Linked DNA regions of Mus musculus: region 2 is linked to region 1. Evidence: chromatin contacts called from public Hi-C data. All regions are on one chromosome and are shown on one strand. Each heading gives the region's core, a stretch centred on a gene start, on an enhancer-like site or on the middle of the called end of the contact. The rest is flanking DNA. Distances are from core to core; before and after follow the strand shown. Region 1 has its middle 25 kb from the start of 1700105F02Rik. Region 2 has its middle 20 kb from the start of Gm30365.

What was found. A called contact is a pair of places that touch in the nucleus more often than the background predicts.
Region 2: a Hi-C map of bone marrow-derived macrophages shows a contact between it and region 1, with 35 read pairs. The contact joins two enhancer-like sites. A contact is called at or near these places in 6 of 484 Hi-C or Micro-C datasets (the AML12 cell line, the HPC-7 cell line, bone marrow-derived macrophages and 2 more) and 1 of 115 datasets of contacts at active chromatin or transcription factors (bone marrow-derived macrophages).

What each region holds. Positions count from the first base shown.
Region 1 is chr14:76,700,284-76,705,352 of GRCm38.p6, reverse strand. No RefSeq gene overlaps it. Among named protein-coding and RNA genes, the nearest start is that of 1700105F02Rik, 25 kb to the right of the region's middle. Within about 2 kb of position 2,787, at least 68 of the 459 cell types and tissues checked have an H3K27ac peak or open chromatin away from gene starts, as enhancers often do. A contact at or near this core is called in bone marrow-derived macrophages, where this site is marked.
Region 2 is chr14:76,854,823-76,859,891 of GRCm38.p6, reverse strand. No RefSeq gene overlaps it. Among named protein-coding and RNA genes, the nearest start is that of Gm30365, 20 kb to the right of the region's middle. Within about 2 kb of position 2,346, at least 40 of the 459 cell types and tissues checked have an H3K27ac peak or open chromatin away from gene starts, as enhancers often do. A contact at or near this core is called in bone marrow-derived macrophages, where this site is marked.

The DNA.
Region 1 (5,069 bases), core at 1,538-4,037:
ACTGGAAGCCTTCATCTAGACCAACATGCTCATAGTTTCACAGGAGGAAACCACTAAGGCTCAGGATCCAGGGCCCTGCTGCTGATTAGTGGCGCTGAAAAGGTATGAAGGCCGTGGTCTCCAGGGTTATTGGATTTTTACTCATTGCACTATTAAAGTGAGGCTGCAGAGGAGAGCCCTTTACACCTTTCCTACCTGCTGCCCCTTCCTACCTAAAACATTTTCACACTTACACACACACATACACATATCACAGATAGATAGATAGATAGATAGATAGATAGATAGATAGACAAAATACTCAAGACTTCTAATTGTGTGTGTGTGTGTGTGAAAATGTGTACGTGTGTGTGTGTGTGTGTGTGTGTGTGTGTGTGTGTGTGTGTAAGAATTTTGAGCAAAAGCAAATGTTTACAAATGAGAGTGGCTCATTCACTTTTCTCAGGGAAACCTACCTCTTGGCTGGACACTCAACAGTTCATGACACCGAAGATCTTCGAGGCTTTCCATAGCTCATCAGTATTTTGATCTTCTAACCATCACTACTGAGTATGCAGCTTCATGGAAACACACAGTAGAAAATGGTAGCGATATGATCAGGGCCATTTCAGAAACTGAAGCGCTCTGTCCTGATTCCAAACCAGAATTCATCGAGTGGTTCTTACGAAACCCTCGCAGCTCAGATAGCTTTTAAAAGTGAACAATTTAGTATATGGTGCAATCCAAAAATACGCCAGTCTGGAACTCACAGGCTGGAAGAGAATGGTTGGAAAATAGTAAGGAGTTTGTTGTCATAAGTAAGCCATGATGTTTCTGTAAGACCACAAAACTCTGAAATAAGAGCTAAAACACCAAAAATCCCAACACACAGTAGTCTCCCCTCTCCTCCACGGCAGTTCAGGCAGTGCTTGTTGCCTTGTGTGGCTCGGTGCGCAAAACAAGGCTGCAGTGTTGTATCCACAGGGCACAATCCAGGTCGTGCTGTCAGGATCCTGTGGGAGCCATTAGGATGCATTTAGTGCTTTAATTTTCGGTTATTCAGAAACCTTGTACCTGCGTCAAATCATTCTGCTACCCCACATTTGGTTCTGCAAATTTCCATGGTGATGGAAGAAACTGAGAAACTGTGGGTTAGAGGAACAGACTGCTAAGCCCCTTGTTGTCGGTAGCTTAACACAGGGAGCATTTATTCATCGGTTACTTGAGAGAACATGGTTTTCTTGATAGGAAATGATGGTTGTTCCACCTTGCTAAGTATGGTCTCACCATCCTGGTGTGGTGGCTCTCAACTGGGAGTGCTTTGGTACCCTGGGTGCCATTGGGCATTGTCTGGAGCTGATTTCTCACTCTTGGCATTTAGAAGGTTGAGGCAAGGCTGGTGCTAAGTATCATACACTACACGAGACAGACTCCCACATTAAAGGGTTTTTTTCTTCCCAAGATTGAGAAACATTGCCCAAGGTATTAACCATCTTCTACATCTAAGCATCTGAACAGAGAACAGCAAGATTCAGGCACCTAAATACAGGAGGCTAAGCACTGAGTCCTGGTGGGTTGCTGGTGACAGTATCTACTTGGGGATGAAGCAAGACCTTTTGGCAAACAACTGTCCGTCTTTCCACAGTGCCACAGACAAGATTGGAAAAGCCCATTTGCCGGGTTGCTCATGCCATTGTTGAAACATCAAGTGAGCTGGTAATATTGGTGCTATACAAGCACGGCCTCATGTCATCCTTAGAGTTCTAGTTCCTCCGTCAAGTGTTTCCCTATGACTCAGCATAGCACTTGCCACTGCAAACACAACAAACAGAAATGTTGAACTTTCTAGGAAAACGCTGTTTTCCTCGATCAGATCATTCTTGTCTCACAATGCTCACAATGTCAGCTGACAATGCCGTTTCCTCTCTTGCTTTGCTGTACCACCATCATCTGCTCAGCCAATCTTCCCAACTCTGTCTCTGACAGTTCCCTGCAGGCAGGGCCATGCACTGGCATCTGTGGCCTGAGCTACTGCAATGACCCCGTCAATGGCCTCTTTGCCGCCTTGCTTACCACATTCCAGTCTACTACCCCAGGGTGAGCAAGGTACTCTTTTTTACTGGAATGGTTATTTCTTCAGGACTGGGGCCAGATCACCCTCTGGGCAGTCTGGGTCATATGAAACCCACATACCTCTCTGCTCCACGAGGCCTGAGATGCCTTCCATCATTCCCGTAAATCCCCTGGACTTGCTACCATTTTTTTTTTTTGGTTTGGTTTTGGCATGATCCCCTTTTCTCTATGCTGCCAATACTAAAGGCTATTACTATGAAAAGCGCTAACTTAGGAGTAAGAGTCAGCTCTAATCAATCATCCTCACCAGGGTCCGTGAGAGTATTTCTCTCTTGCCTCTCTCCACCTCTCACACTTCATTACAGACACTGGCTTGCCAGTTTCTCTGGGTGTCTGGGACTCTACAGTTACTCAGATGTTTGACAGCTTTATCCTCCCCTCCTATGTAGACCCAGTGTCCTCTTCCCACATTCTTGACATCACATTCTTGAAATTGCTGCCCCTTCCAATCCCCCTCCCTTCCCTGGTTTCTCGACCTCTGCAGCATAAGTCACACTCTGGCAAGCATACATTATTCTTTCTCCTCTCGTTGGCCGTTTGCCTCATCAACTATCATGGAAGCTCTGCGAGGAGAGAAGATGTGTCCATCTTGTCTGCCACCGTGTCCCCTGCTCTATGGCAATACGGCGGCGCGCACAGCTATCAGTAGCACAGTTGGTGCACAGTCATTGCAGCGATGCAGGAACAGAATACCAGGGCCCCAGAGGATGAGGAAATGAGCAGGAAACCTTGTCCCAGCTCAGGATATCAAGGGACACTCAGAAAAAAGGGAGGGAGGGAGGGAGGGAGGGAGGGAGGGAGGGAGGGAGGGAGGGAAGAAGGAATTGCCATAAAGGGACCTTAGAAACCAACCAACAAATCTCAGATTCAGTGGAGTGTTCTCTCCAGGAGCAGCACATGGAACTGCCAAAGCAATGGACACACCCGGAGGCCTGATGGAGAAGTTCCTTTTGTGTGGTTGCTTGTGTGCTCTGGCTTCTTGTTTTCACTTCCTTCACTTGCTTTTGAAAAGCCTCACAAACATGAAAACTAAACTTCTAATCTCTCCAGTCTTAAGCCAACTGCCTGACTGCTCCCTGAGACTCGATCTGGAACAGAGAGATGCCCTTGACACAGCAGGACTGACGGCAGCCTTGACTTTGATCATTCATCCATCTTTGTTATATTTTATAGATTAATTTTTCTGTTCCTTCCCACTAACAGCAGGCGAGCACCATGCTCGGTTTTCAAACGGGCACAGTAGCTGGTGTCTGCAACCACAGATTCAGAAACCAGATTCTGAAAGTTGAACTGAATCAAAAAGCAAAACTTGAATTTGTTGTATGCCAGGTTCTATGACAAATGCAACCTAATGAAGTGATGTGTGGGCAGGCACTGTGTCGGGAATGGTACGTAGTCAAGAGATGATTTAGCAGCAAGGATTGTATAGATTACATACAGAGGCTGTGCTGCTGTATCTAAGAAGAGACTTGAGCATCATGCATTTTGGTATCTATAAAAGTCCAAGAATGTATCTCTCAATAAAGGGTAGGCTGTCGAGCCCATAGTCACATAAGCTTTGAAAACTTTGCAAAACCAGGATGCTCTGATTGTAATGGTGGTAAGACTCTCTTCCATTCCCACCCCACCCCCTCCTGCTTCCCACACCCTGGGCAGAGACTTTCTACAGTATTTTTGGAACAGTGCTGAGGTAAAGTTGAGTTGGCATATTTAGCTTGGGTTTAAGGGGATATATTTAGTTGGCTTTCAGTCACCTCTGAACATTGATAAGTTACTGCTATTCATAGGCATTGCTTCTAGAAATACTCTAACTTAAGGGCCAACTCATGCAGCATCGTGATACAAAGGCACACAGTCTACCATGACATGTGTGCAATAGACAATTTGGCCCTGGGAATATATGGGGAATGAAAGATCACCTATATTTGAGGTCACCACAGTGGTAGATAGTCTGTGAGACTCCTCCCTTACCAATCATACAAAAATATAAGCCAGAATATCCATCATTCTGACTGTCTTAGTTAGGGTTTCTATTGCTATGAAGAGACACCATGGTCACAGCAACTCTCATAAAGAAAAGCATTTAATCAGGACTGGCTCATAGTTTAGAGGTTTAGTCCCCTGTCATCATGACAGGAAGCATAGCGGCCCCGCAGGCAGACACAGTGCTGGAGAGGGAGCTGAGAGTTCTACACACAGATCTGCAGGCAACAGGAAGAGAGGGTGATACTGGGACTGCCTTGGGTCCCCCAAACCCCAAAGCCCACCCACTTCTTTCAACAAGGCCACACCTCCCAATAGTGCCACTCCCTGTGAGCCTGTAGGGGGCCAATTTCAGTCAAACCACCACTTAGAAAATTTTGACACTTTGGACCACAAACCTAGAGGAGTTTTCTAAATAGCATACATGCCCTGCTGTGAACAACGAAGGGCTTATGGATCTCAACTGTTTAAACCTAAAAAGAAGTCATGATGTATCAATGAAAGGGTATATCACTTTTCTATCATTTTCCTCTTTAAAATTGTGATGCTTTAAAGAGACTAGCAAGGAGTAAATATTCAACACAGTGTATTATACTATAATGTATAATGGGAAGTTAACTAAAGTGGCTATTTTCTGGATTTTTGTCTTAAGTCATCCCAAAGGTCCATGTGAAAAAGTTGATCTCCAGATGAGGCAGAAGCCTGATGACAGGGCCATGAGATTAGGGCGTAGTAGAGCCTTTAGGAGGTGGGAGCTGGGGGTGTGTCCTTAGGAGACGCCAGGGAACCTCCCTCACATTCATTTCTTTGTGGTTCTTCTGTTCAGTCACATGCTCCCACCATGATATACTGTCTCACCACAGGACTAAGGCAACTGGATGCATTCATGCTGGAGTCAAACATCTGAAATGGTGTTTTACTAATAATTTCAAAAAAATTATTGCGATAGGAAGATGACTAACACAACATGTGGT
Region 2 (5,069 bases), core at 1,097-3,596, 150 kb before region 1:
ATATACCTTCTTTTCAGCACCTCCTAGAACTTTCTTCAAAACTGACCACATACTTGGTCACAAAGCAAATTTGAACAGGTATAAGAAACAAAATTGAAATCATATCCTATGGATAAAAGCTGGACATTAGTAACAGAAATCTTATAAACTCACGGAAACTGAACAAGTCACTCCCGAATGAAAAATAAGTTAGGACAGAAATTAAGAGAGGAATGAAAAACATTTTAGAACTGAATAAAAATAAAAATGCAACATACCCCAAAATATGGAACACAGTAAAGGTGGTCCTAAGATGCCAGTTCATAGCATGAACTGCTTACATTAAAAATAAGAAAGAAAGGAAGAAGGAAGGAAAGAAAGAAAGAAAGCAAGCTCCTATATTAGTACCTTACCGACACACCTGTACACTCTAGAACAAAAGAAGAAATAATACCCCAAAGGAGTGAAGAGCAAGATTCAATCAAACTAACAGCTAAAATTTGTAAAATAGAAACAAACAAAAATAATACAAAGAATAAATGAAACAAAGAGTTGATTCTCTGAGAAAATAATCAGTAATGACTCCTGTTTGTTTTCAAACGAGAAACGGAAAAGTTTTGGATCCAGATGGGAGGGTAGGTGGGGAGGAACCTGGAGAAATTGGGGGGGGGGGGCGGGAGATAGAAAACTATAATCAGAACATATTGTATAAAAATTAATTTTCAGTAAAAGAAATGGAAGATGTGTTGGAATTTGTTAATAGATTCAATATGGAAGTCTGTAAAGGAAAAGAATTAAGATTAATCACTGAGATGCTAGTTGGACAGTTGAATGGATGATGGAGATATATATATATATATATATATATATATATATATATATATATATATCCAAAATCAGGAGAATGGAAAATAGACTTTTAGTGAGGAAATCGCACATTTGCAACATTAAGGTTGATGTGCCAGCAAGGCATTGGAGTAGAGCATCAGCATTTACACATGCTCCTCAACTAATTTAAATACTTTTGAGTTCTTACTTCCTGTAGGAACTGAACCTAATGTGGAATACACAGGGGAGAGCGGGGCCTCAGCCTCATGACATTTACAACCCTTCAGGCAGGACAAACACTGGGCAAAGAACTAAGATGCTGGGAGAGTGAGGAAAAACTAAGGGACTCAGGAACGAGGAGGCAGGAGGGAGGGCTGACAGTCCTAGTGGTGACTGAAGGTACCATTTAAAGTCCAGCTCTGAAATACAAATGCAATTAGCTTAGTGGAAAGAGAGGGAGAGAGCTACAGGCAGAACATGTGTGGGACATGTGTGGTACCCCGGGGCAGGAGAGGTTAGAACTTTCCAGGAACCACTTCCTTAGGACTAATTATTTCCCAGGAGAGGCCAGTTCGTGTGGAATTCCTGTTATTGGGTTGGTTTCCGTACTTGTCCGAACATGCTGGAATAACCAACAGCAAACCCAACCCACACACACAGTCCAGCCAGAACTATTACTACTGAGTCTGAAAGCTCTTGGGTCATTCTTTCAGCCCCAGAGCTCCTTGTTACGGACCACAGAGCCCTGGCAGGCTTCTTAATTTTCACCTGCCGCTCGCAGAATCTTAAAGAGTGTTGCAGGAAAATCATGTAGTACAAAAGATGGCAAGAATTAATAAGGAGGTACTAGCCTTGCCTTGAACTATAGAGACACTTCAGGGAATGAAGGTGAACAGAGAGAGAGAATAACACGTGTTTGGAAGTGGCACACATTTGGAGAAGGGGGAACTTATGAACTAGTTTATTCATGAAACTCCAACAGCATCCTTTCTGGAGACCATGGTCTTTCTCAGCTGCAAGAGGGCTCCCACATTTGGTAACAGCTGTGATTTTTTTTTAACCAGTGGTTTTCTTCAGATTCACCAGTGCTAAAGGCTGATGTAATGATCTAGTGATCCCACCAAGAAGAGAATAGGAACCTCCAGGAGCCAAGCTTAAGATGGGCCACAGAACTTTGCCTCCAGCAGCCATGCGTCCATAACCTTCACAGGAAGTACAGAAGCAAACCACTTAGAGGAAGACCCTGGCCCTTCAGGAACTCTAATATCCCCAAGCCCCATACCCTCTCCAGTCCCAGAGTCTCTGCCATTTAGATTCCCTCAAGCTTAGCTTTCCCCCAAGACTGATTGGCACAATCAAGTTGTCTTTGGTTGATTCTTAAAGTGTGATTGCATAAAGACAGACAAAACCAAACAAACAGACAAAAATAACCAACTCAGTGCCAATTGTCAGAAAATGAAGACAAGAAAGGAGAAGGTAGAGTGAGGCGAATCCTAGAAAGCAGAAGTGAACCTATTGTGAAACTGTCTCCCATGAGTCCCAGTATTCATCGCAGCTTCCAGATATTGGCACCAGAGACCACAGCTGAGTGATAATTAGGCACCAAGCAATCCTAGCTCGCTCGTCCCCCCCTCCCCACCCCCCACCCCCGTCTACTGTCTATTGCTCTTCCTTAACAGTTTAGAAAAGTCAAAGCATTGGACGTGCAACCCGTGTGGAGGAACACTGGAAACCTGGAGCCTGGGCTTTGTTTCCTTGTCTCGAGAGAGAGCCCAACCATTTATTTACATGAAATCAAAACAGTGCTGCGAGGAGGGCTACAAATAAGTAGAGACAGGGTTTAAAGCCTTAGGATTCTGGATGGGTTTGCAATGATGGACACGTGTTATGCATCCATAAAACACAGAGAATGAGAGCCAGTGTAAACCATGAACTCTAGTAAATAAACTTATTGACAGCAGCTCATCCAGGGTAAGAAATCCACCCGTCTATTACAAAGTGCTAATGATGCAGGGAACTAGGAGGAGACTAGGGGGAAGGCGGGAACTTGCTGCCCTTTCTGTTTACTTCTCTGGAAACCTAACACTGTTGGAAGAGACGCAGTCTGGTAAATAAGAAAAAGTTGAGTCTGGAGTTAACCACCAAACTCAGTTTCATCCTACACTAAGTATTCTCTGACACTGGTTGACTTCTTAGCACCCGTTATTCTCTGTTGGCAGCATGTAGAATTCGATAATGAACAAGGCGAGAGCCTGCATCCCGCCACCCCCTGGATTTCTCTTCTGGCCGGGGAAACACACTGATAAGGAAGGAAATAATCTTTGCAGGCAGTGGAGGCTACAAAGATGATGCTCGCAGTGCCGTGGCTGAGGAGAAGGAAGAGGGCTATTTTAGGCATGGTGATCAGAGAAGACTATGGGTAGGAGGGGACAGTTGAGGTCATCTATCCCTAAAAGAAAGTCACTTGGATTATGTTGATCCAGTCAGCAGCCATCAGTGACAACAGTGGGACACTCTGCTTCCCTATTTTTTTCCAGGACTCGTTTCAAGTTGTTGACTCCCATTCTACAGGATTGTAGTTTAGGATCTCAGCACACAACACCAATGGCAGGTTTTTGGGAAAAAAAGAAAAGAAAGAAAAAAACAAAAAACAAAAAAACAAGTAGAACTCTCGCTCCTTCCTCAGTCTTTAAATGCAGTGTTTGCTGAAGTGCCGGGCCCTGCACTGTGCAGTTATGGCATTAGATAGGACCTCCAGTTTTAAGGCGTCACAGGTAATAAACAACCAGGTCACACTTTGCTCCTGGCTGACAGAAATTCTAACATGTTGTGATTGTTGAACTCATCCTAATCCCAGAGATGTGAAAATGTGAAGAAAAATGCACACTTACCCATTTTCTATTCAACAAATTGCCACGTGCTTGTTAGTTTAAATAATATATAGTTCTCTTATGACTTGGAGGCCAATGTCCAGATGAGCCCAGTGATTGAAGCCATACTCTGTTTAGAGATTTTAGGTTTTAGTTCCTTGCTTTTTCCAGCTCTTAGCACTTCAAGTCTTACCTCTTTGACCCATGGATCCATCTTCCACCTTTGAAGCTGGTAGCACACAGCATCTAACCTCACATTGCCTCTGTCCCTGTAGCGAAATAACTCTTTACCTTCTTCACAGCAACACCATCTTGATTTAGTTTACTGTCCACATGAATATTTTAAACATCTTAAGATCATAAGTGTAAGCCGACAAAAGTTGTTTTTTTCCTGTATTCATAGTAACATTTGCTTACAGATGCTAAGGATTTAGTTAGACTTGTGCCTCTTTGGGATTTATTACTCAGTCTCTTATATTAGACAGAGTAAACTAGGCAGATGTCAAGTCAAGCCTTTGGGTGAGGTCATTAAGTGGTGAATAGAGATGTGAGGAGCGTGGTACTCTCAATTCAGGAATCATGAAGACAGACAACCCACGGAAAGAGACTGCAGAGTGCCGGCCTGTGAAATCTCAGGCAATCTAGGCAACCCATAGTCAGTCAGAAAAGATCCTCCAGTGAGTGGTGAGTGTTCCCTTCATCAAATCCTGCTCAGTCGGCTAAGGATTTAAAGGCCATGATTGGATTTGATGTCCTGCACAAGGACAAGTTAGGAGAAGCAGTGATGTGCACACATCCTGATTGGAGTAAGTTTATGGGCCGGAGTGGGGGGGGGGGGGAGTGGAGAGGCTAGGGATCAAATTTCCCCACAAGGAGAGATGGAGGGTGAGGATGAGGGGCTTTTCCAGGCTTCAGGATGGAAGGCGAGGGGGCAGGGTAGACACACAGAGAGGAGTAAGCCGAGGACATAGAGTAAGAAGCAAATCCCTTTCCACGGGGAGTTCACCGAGCCAGTGTTCTTCCAGATAATCATTAAAGGTGTGGTCTAAGAAACAATACACTGATCGGCGCCAAGGTCACTGTGCCACACAGGACCTTATGTGCTTCTGCTAATCACTGATGACTAAGTTCTAAGCCTCACTGTTCAAACCGTGAATGAAATGCAGATCATTACAACGAAGACTTCCCTGTGTTAATTTGATTTTTTTTTCCCTCAGCCGTGAACCTTTTAATTGTTTCATTCCCCGACGAGAAACCACTAATGACTCTGCTGTGGTTATTATGATCTCTTTTAATGAAATCATCATCTCGCTCTTCGTTGGTTTCACGTGAATCTTCTAATGTAAAAAATCGAAAGTTCATTTAGAAAGAATGAATCTAACTGTCTTCTGT